3 separate regions of the Mus musculus genome follow, and regions 2 and 3 are each linked to region 1. The links are chromatin contacts, called in public promoter capture Hi-C maps. All regions are on one chromosome and are shown on one strand. Each heading gives the region's core, a stretch centred on a gene start, on an enhancer-like site or on the middle of the called end of the contact. The rest is flanking DNA. Distances are from core to core; before and after follow the strand shown.

Region 1 (2,782 bases), core at 156-2,655:
AGTGAGATCAACTACTCCAAGCCACTCCCCCACCCCACCCACATCACTGTGCCATACCTCTAGGGAACCTTGAATATGATGTGATAAGTGGTTCTCCATCGTCTGTCCAGGGTGGGTCAGCTTATGAGCAAAGCTTGCCCCTTTCCACAAGAGGCCACCAACTCAACTCAAGGGGCCCAGTAGTCAAAAAACACCCTAAGAGGCTCATGGTCCCACCTCAGCGGGCAGGGGCCATGAGGAGGACAACCCTGCACTGAGCCTAAGGAAAACTTAGCCGCATCCCCATAGAAGGAGCTACCTGCAGGGGATAACTAAGAATTTAAGAGCATCCTTTGGGCCTAAACACAAAGCCCAAGCCAGAACCAGAGCGCACAGCCACACCCTCCTGCCTTCCGGGTACAACAGCTCTACTCACATTGACTCCTCCCCTCGCTCTTTGGGACACACCCTCAGTTTAGGTAGGTCAGCCTGTTTCCGTGTATGTGAGGCTAAGAGGACCACGAGTCTGACGCTAGAGGAAGAGTTTGAAAATAAAACAAGATGCCATGTGTAGATGTTTAATAGAGACCCCGGACACAGATACATCCACAGGTTTCTGCTGTTGGACCCTCCATGTCACCCTAGCCCTCAGAGAGATGGGTCACTAACCTTCAGGGCACACTTCTGGCCAGAGCGCCGATGGTAGCACTCCAGTACCTTGCCGTTCACACCCAGACCCAGCACTTGCTTGGACAACTGGTAGTCATCAGTCACCGCGTACTTCTTGGGTTCCCGTCGCACACCTGGGGCCGGAGCACCACCCAAGGCGGACCCGCCGAGCGCACCTGGCGGGGGCACAAGACTCCCCTTCTCCCCTGCTGTCTCGCCATCCATGGCCCCCACGGGGCGCTCGGAGGTAGCCCCAGCCTGGCGCGTCCAGAGGCACCTGAAGGAAAGGGAAAGAGTCACTCCCCACCGGGACTTTTTGGACACACCCCAGCTTTGGTTTCTCCAGAACTAGATTGACTGGGCTCCTGGCCCAAGACAAGCTGGAAACTGCCTGAGAGTACTTACGTACAGCAGGGGGAGGTGATCCCTCAGCCCAGGCACGTGTCAAATTAGGAAGGAGTCCGGCGCTGTATAGCAACAAGGTCTTGAGAACCAGCCATACAGAGACCCAAGAAAGGCGGACCAGGCGAAGGCGCACTTGGTGGCAAAGCACTACACGAAAATCATGGTGCAGGCGAGAGTGGGCAAGAGATAGTGATCCCTGGAGTCCGCTGAGGACCGGAGCCCTGGACCCAGAGTCTCGCCGCCCGCGTCCCACGTGACCCCCCACCCCCGCTTCTCGTCGCGTCATTCAGACTTGGGGCCCCGCTAGGTCAACCTTAAAGGGCCAGGCTAGTCCGGGTTGGGCAGGCCAGGGCAGAGCCCCTGGCAGACTCCGCCTCTGAGTCGAGACAAAATGGGGCGTGGCCTCGTCAAGTTCACTGTAACTTTCGCAGCGCCCTGGGACACCGCTAGGAGCTCCTTCAACTGTTGTACCAGCCTCCTCGGATTTTATCTGTGATCTAGAAAAGTTACAGCGCAAGACATTTTGTTTCTCTTGCGGGCTCTTGAGTGAAGTGTTCTTTTTGCTAGCTGCCAGGGGGCGTTTTAGACTCCCAAAATTTCCAGGTAGCTAAGTGTTTCAGAATTCAACTTTTTGAATGTTTAGTCAGCGTGCCCTGGGAATTGGCATGTTGTTGTCTAACCCGCCACTCATTTCCTGGTTTAGGGCATCTGTCTAACAACTGGCTAGCTTTCCTTTCTATGCACTTCCTGACTAACCTTTTGACTTTGCAATTCACTTGTCATTCCAAATAAATGTATTGGGCCACATTCATACTTCCCTGGACCACTTACAGCCCGTAGCCGTAAGTTGAACACACTTGGGACGCTCTTGAATCAGAAATCTCGATTTCCCATTTGGTCAGCTGCATCAACTTTTCACCTCGTGATTTGAGCTTTAGGTTCTAAGAATCTCAACTAATAAAAGTTCAAGTTCTGGCCATGGTGATGAACACCTGTAATTGCAGCGCGAGGAAGGCTTAGGCGGGAGGATTGTGAGGCTAACCTAGGTTACATCGTGAGGCTATGTTTTTAAAAAATAAAATTAGCTGGGCATAGTGGCCTATGCCTTTAATCCCAGCGCTCTGAAAGCAGAAAAAGACGGACCTCAGTGAGTTCGAACCAGCCTGGTCTGCAAAGAGAGTTCCAGGACAGCCAGAGAAACTCTGTCTCGAAAAACCAATCAATCTTTTGTTTTGTTTTTGTTGTTTTTTGGTTTTTTGAGACAGGGTTTCTCTGTGTAGCCCTGGCTGTCCTGGAACTCACTCTGTAGGCCAGGCTGGCCTTGAATTTAGAAATCCGCCTGCCTCTGCCTCCCAAGTGCTGGGATTAAAGGCGTGCGCCACCACGCCCGGCTCAATCAATCAGCCTTAACATTAAAATCCATTTCTTCCATCCAATTCCTCTATTCGCTTTAAATTTTTCCCTTCTGCACTTAGACCTTCACCTTTTAGCCTATCATAGATATTTTGAGCCAACTTTCCCACAAGTCTACAGAGCAGGCGGCGCCACAGGCAAGCCCTCTGAGCAGGTCTCTGCTGCCATCTACAGACTATATTCAGAACTGCAGCCACCCGGACCTCTGTCCCACCCAAAGGAGGCTGTGTCCGGCCTTCCACCACAACACACACAAAGATGCCTGGGCTGCACTCTGCAACTGTCAGTGGCCAACAGAAAATTGGTGCCCTTCTAT
Region 2 (2,782 bases), core at 140-2,639, 2.6 Mb after region 1:
AGAGTGACTATTATCTAATTTTCATAAACGAGGAAACTGAGGCTTACCTTTCCTAAGGCTACAAAAGCACAGCTGTACTTCCTAACCAAGTTCTCCTGGTAACCCCTATATGCCTGAGTTTACAATCCTAGCACCTGGCTACTGAAGTTAAAGCCCCACTAGCCAAACATTGTCTTGTTGACACTGTGGTGTTACTAAACTTGCCTGTTAACATAATGAGAATGAGGAGTGCTGGAGAGAAAATTAAACTATTAAAGATAAGGCTCATAACTAAAACTACAAAGGGCACTGAGGATATATTAACCATGTAGGGCTCTTGTGATGATTAAGATATGTGGATCATGGAATAAGCATAAAGGAGTTGGGTATCACTATTTCTTCTGGACCAGTACTATGCACAGGCAATATAATGTGACCGTAGTGACACTCTAGAGGAGGGGGGCGGGGAGAGGAGAGTAGGAGGAGGTAATTTTAGCTGTGTATGGCGGCTCAAATTTGTAATCTCAACACTCAGGAGGCTGAGGCTGAGGGATTGCCATCACTCTGAGGGAGGTGGGTGATGCAAAGTGAATTTCAGGCCAGCCTGCGCTATGGTGGGAGGCACTGTGCAAAAAACCCAAAACAGAACAAAGGTGATCTTTAAGTTTTCAAGTAACTACGTTGAAAAAAGAAAAAAACTAAAAGAAACATGAAATTATTTAAGTTACTAAATACACTCCCAATTATATAATCAGTTTTTTCTTGTTTGTTTGTTTGTTTTTCGAGACAGGGTTTCTCTGTAGAGCCCTGGCTGTCCTGGACCTTACTTTGTAGACCAGGCTGGCCTCGAACTCAGAAATCCGCCTGCCTCTGCCTCCCGAGTGCTGGGATTAAAGGCGTGCGCCACCACGCCCGGCCCCATATAATCAGTTTTGCATTCAACAATGTTCCTTCTCAACTTGGTCCAGCCACGTTTCAGGCAGCTACTATGAGCTGCGCCCTCAGCTCCCAGTCAGTTCCTCGCGGTTAGCAGTGAACCCAAGGCCCCGCCCCCGCCCCTCCCAGATTACATCATAGAGCCCACCAGTCAGGGCCGGCGGGGCCCACTCAGGCCCACCCGTACGCAGGCGCGTGCGCCTGACACTAGCATCCTTTCTGCTGGAAAAGGAAGCGGCGGCCCTCTCAGAACGGCGGAGGCGGCCTGAGCCTCGCCATTCGCTGAGGCATCCGCGGGCGGGAGGCCGCAGTCTAGACCCCCGACGCGCGCCGCGCCAACGGTCCGCCACTCGTGCTGCTTCCACGGAGAGGGCGAGGAGTAGGGGCCGGCGTGGATTGGTTCGCGGCGCCTCGGCCCGCCCTTCGGTGGCGCCCATTGGCTGGGGCGGCACCCGCTGACGGCGAGCACGCTCCGCCTTCGTGCCGGCCTTCAAGAGGGCGACGAGGAAGCGGCCACCTCCCTGTGCCCCGCCCCTCCGGCTAGGTCTGTGGCTTCTGCGGCTCCTCCCGGCTGCTCCCGGCTCCTCTCTGCCCTCTCCCGGCTTCCTGCGGCTCCGGCTTGGGCTCGGCGGCGGCGGCGGGTAGGTGCGGCTGTGATTGAGATCGGAGGGTCGGCCTCCTCACTAACCTCCACGACTCCCGCCCAGGTTCTCGCGGTGGCCGCCGGGGACCCCGCAGGTCCCTCCCGAGGCGGGGAAGGGCGGTGGCTGTCCGCCTACGGGACGCCGGGGTGGTTGAGAGAGGGGGCCTGGTGGGGGGCCTGCGGGCGTGACCTTCGGAGTTTCTGAGACGCCTTCTGAGGGGACCGTAGGGGGCGAGGCGGGCGGAGAGATTTTGTATCAGGGCTTCGGAGGTTGTGGAGCCGAGGGGCTTGCCTCAGGCTGGGCATGTGCTGAGCCGGGACACTGAGGGTCGACTGCAGCCTGGGCCCTTGGGTGGGGTTCGGGATGCAGAAGGACGCCGGGGTCGTTTCTCCAGGCTTCAGGAGGGGCGTCCGTGTATGTGGGGACTGAGGCGAGCTCTGCGTGTCCCTTCTGGGGGTTATGGGTGGGGCCGAGGGGTGGTCTGGAGAATCCAACTCGAGCCCTTGTGTGCGTGGGTCCCGCACACTTTGGGGACTGACGCGCATCTAGTGTCTGGCTTCGGGAATGCAAAAGGGGTCACGTTAAGGGTGCGGAGTCCGGAAACAGGGACCAGGGCTAGCAGCGGCTGTCGGAAACGTTACTCGGAGCAGAGATTGTGGTTTATTTTAGCACCCGGGACGAGCTCTTTTGGACTGTTACTGTCGGAACTCAACTTTACTTGAGATTGCCTCCTGGGCGTTTTGGGGAGGGTTTGCTTATCTCTTGGATTGTGTAGATTAAATGCATTTGGTCTTTAGGGGAAGAGGCTGATTTCCCCACAGGTTTGTGTTTTAGGAATCCAGAACTCGCCCCCTCCTGGAGCGGAGTTGTAGCCTGTACTTCTCAGGCAAGATTAGTGTTACCCAGCCTTTTGCTGGAATCCCCCTTTCTCCTTGCCCTCCGCTGGTCCAGTTACAGAATTTCTCCCCAGGGCCTCTGCAGTGTTTCTTGCTCCCTGCGAGTGTCTCCCGCCCGTTTTCCTACTGCTGCGCTTTTGGCAACTGCCTCTGCTCTTTCCCAGGGATGGTTGTGGCATTGCATCAGGGGATATTTGTGCTTGTAATTTGCTCACTCAGCCCAGGAGGAGGGAGAATAGTATGGTGTAGAGTTGGGGGGTGGGGGTGGGAGGGTGACAAACGGGAGGGGGGCGGTTGCCGGCAGCTTGGCTGGGTAGGCAGAGCGAT
Region 3 (2,782 bases), core at 124-2,623, 2.2 Mb before region 1:
AGGAATTCTCCAGAAAGGCAGGCAGGCCTCCCTCACCATCACGGAGGACGTACAGGGGTACCCGCACCAGGCCCAGCACCTATGAAAAGGAGACATCGGACAAGTGGGACCTCAAGAACCTCAACACATTACCTTATCTACCTTGGAACAGAACTCTCCAGAGAAGAGCCAAGCAGAACCGGGCCTAATAATCACACCTCAGGAGAGCTTAGAGAGCCAAACTCTGTGGACAAGTGAGCCACGCTGGGTTCCAAGCTCCATCCGTGCCAATCCTTCTCCATCCTTTTCCTCACCCTTACTGGCGACGGCCTCCAGGAGGCATGCCTGGCTGTAGCAGTATTTCAAAACTCAGAACTCACACCACTGTATAGGTAGCACTTGGGTGCTCAAGAAAAATGCAAATACCCAAGTATTCCTCTGACATCCTTACCCAACTCAAGTGATTCCAATGGACTGTTCAGTCTAAACACTGTCAAAGTGTGCGCACTAATCAGTTTTAATAGCGCTCTCACTCCCAGGTTCAGGGTCACCTCTACACACAGGCGTCCCTAGCATTAGACTCACTGTCTGCTTAAGGGAAATATGAACCCAAAGTCAAGAGCTTAGGGTATCATGTGCACTAGCATAGAGCTGGAGAGACCTTTGGATGTGTGTTCTAAAAAGCTCTCTGCAGGGGCCGCTAAAGGTGGCCGAGTAGGTGGTATTATCTAGCCTGGAGATGACCAAGATCCCAACTAGTTCATGCCACTTGAAAGAATTCAAAGTCGGAGGGTCAAAATCTCCTCCACCCAGTGGCTTTTCTCGGTAAGGGGATTGGGGGAGGACAGACTGGAGCTGGAGTGGATCCCAGGCTGGTCCCACCTCCAGCCCATGGTCCTTGGCTTGAGGTGCCCTGGCTTCCACAGCCTGCAGCTGTTCCAGAGTCAGGCGCTTGGCATAGAAGTGGGCCACCACGCGCGGTCTGGCCGCGATGTGTGAGCTGCGGTAGTCAGAGCGTTCAACGCGGAAGGCAGACATCGCTTCGCCCAGCTCCTCGCGCAGTTCCCGGTTCAGCCCGTCCTCCAGGCAGCTGTCCTGCGCGTCCACGAAGCCGCCAGGGAAGCCCAGGCGCCCGTCAAAGCGCATCTGCATCTGGGGGAGGAGGGTATGATGGTTGGCCCGGGCTCGCGAGCCCTGGGGCGGGGGAGCGGCCGTGCATGACGCGTCCTCACCAGCACGGCGAAGCGCATCGGGATGCGGCCGAACAGCTTGCGGGGGTCGGGCGCGTAGAGCAGCGCATGGCAGGCGTGGCGCCAGTCCGGCCCGAGCGCCAGGGCCTCGCTGAGCTCCACTTTCCGATGCCCCTCCATCTCGAGGCTCGCACTTCCGGGTTCTTGCAGAGGCCAGCGCCTCGGGGCGGAGCTTTGCGAGACTCCGCATCAGCCAATCAGGATGGGTCTCTCAGGAGCTCCGAAGACACCCTGGATTGGCCCTTAGGCTAGGGTGGGGCTGAAGGCTTGGTAAGGTCAGGCTCAGGCCGGAGGTGTTTTGGAACCTGAGTTAGAATTTACGCAGGAGTTCTGCCAGTGCAAAGGACAACGTATTTTTTAGAAAACGGTTCTGGGTTGGTCCGTTCATAACAAAGAGTCTAGGGATGGGAGGAAGGTAGTCTGGCTTCAGAACTTATTCCTAGCCTAGCGTGATGGGGGAAAGGAGAGGTGGGTGTAACAAGTCTTGAGTGGTGGAAATGTGGGGATTGACTGATTATAAGAGGGCACAGGGACAGAGCTAACACATTTGGGGAAGGGGAGTGGCCAATGGATGTGGTTACAACAACCAACTGCATTGGCTGTGGGCTCTGGGTAGTGATGTGGCGCCTGGTACATGGAAAATGACATGGAAATGTCACAGGTCACACAGTAAGATTGGGGAGGGGTGGCTGGCTGAGGAAATAAAGCACAGAAAAGAGTGGGGAGGAGTCAGACAGGACACCCCACCACCACCACACTAGGAGTAAATTAAAATACCCTCAGAACTTTAAATTGTGAAGAAAAATAGGAAAGAGATGGGGGACACTCAATGCCTAATGCTGAGATCCTGGCATTCAGGATCCTTCACCTCAGCTAGGCTGCCCCACCTGAAGTTGAGTCCATATATCAAGAACCTGTATGTATTTAAGGAAGGGAAGAGGTGACACTCAAAGAAGATCTGACTTCAGGTCACAGCCTGGACTTGAAAGTTTGTTGTAGAGCTCAGAACTCACCCAGATACAGGCTTGTGACTTTAGTAGAAGCCACTCAACCCTCTCAGGTTCCCAGTTAAGGACCTGTTAGTGGAGGTGGAACCAGCGTAGTATGGGAGTAAAATTCTCCTCAGAGCCAGACATATGGTAAATGCAGCCATTCTTGGATTCGAGGGTGGAGGTTCGATGCTGTGTCTTATGTCAAAGATTGAGGCCAGCATCCTAAGAATAAGGGCACCATCAGGAAAAGCCTGTGGACATCTTGCCTCAGTCCCCTGAGTCGCAGGGCAGAGATGCCATTGACTGAGGCAGTCACATCATGGTGAGTTAGGTGCGATACAGATGCCATTACTCAGATAACATCCAAGGGACAGGCAAATCATCCTGGTCAAACATTATCACCTGGCAACAAGAAGGAGAAGGAGGAGGAGGAGGAGGAGGAAGAGGAAGAAGAGAAGAAGAAGAAGAAGAAGAAGAAGAAGAAGAAGAAGAAGAAGAAGAAGAAGAAGAAGAAGAAAGAAGCTTATAAAACCCTTCATATCTTCCAATTCCAGAGCCCCA

Evidence for each region. Promoter capture Hi-C pulls out the DNA fragments that hold promoters and counts their contacts.
Region 2: a contact with region 1 is called in a promoter capture Hi-C map of erythroid cells, with 8 times the contacts expected there. The contact joins the promoter of Map4 here to the promoter of Mapkapk3 in region 1. A contact is called at or near these places in 1 of 39 promoter capture datasets (erythroid cells) and 1 of 484 Hi-C or Micro-C datasets (CD4 T cells).
Region 3: a contact with region 1 is called in a promoter capture Hi-C map of embryonic stem cells. The contact joins the promoter of Nudt16 here to the promoter of Mapkapk3 in region 1. A contact is called at or near these places in 2 of 39 promoter capture datasets (embryonic stem cells and pre-B cells).

The regions. Positions count from the first base shown.
Region 1 is chr9:107,288,472-107,291,253 of GRCm38.p6, forward strand. Mapkapk3 (mitogen-activated protein kinase-activated protein kinase 3) reads right to left here and starts at 1,406. Exons shown (of 11, transcript NM_178907.3): 1 at 1,054-1,406; 2 at 649-925. The coding sequence starts at 873.
Region 2 is chr9:109,930,385-109,933,166 of GRCm38.p6, forward strand. It overlaps Map4 (microtubule-associated protein 4), which reads left to right and starts at 1,390. Exons shown (of 19, transcript NM_001205330.1): 1 at 1,390-1,556.
Region 3 is chr9:105,130,432-105,133,213 of GRCm38.p6, forward strand. It overlaps Nudt16 (nudix (nucleoside diphosphate linked moiety X)-type motif 16), which reads right to left and starts at 1,374. Exons shown (of 3, transcript NM_029385.2): 1 at 1,212-1,374; 2 at 862-1,131; 3 at 1-79. The coding sequence starts at 1,349.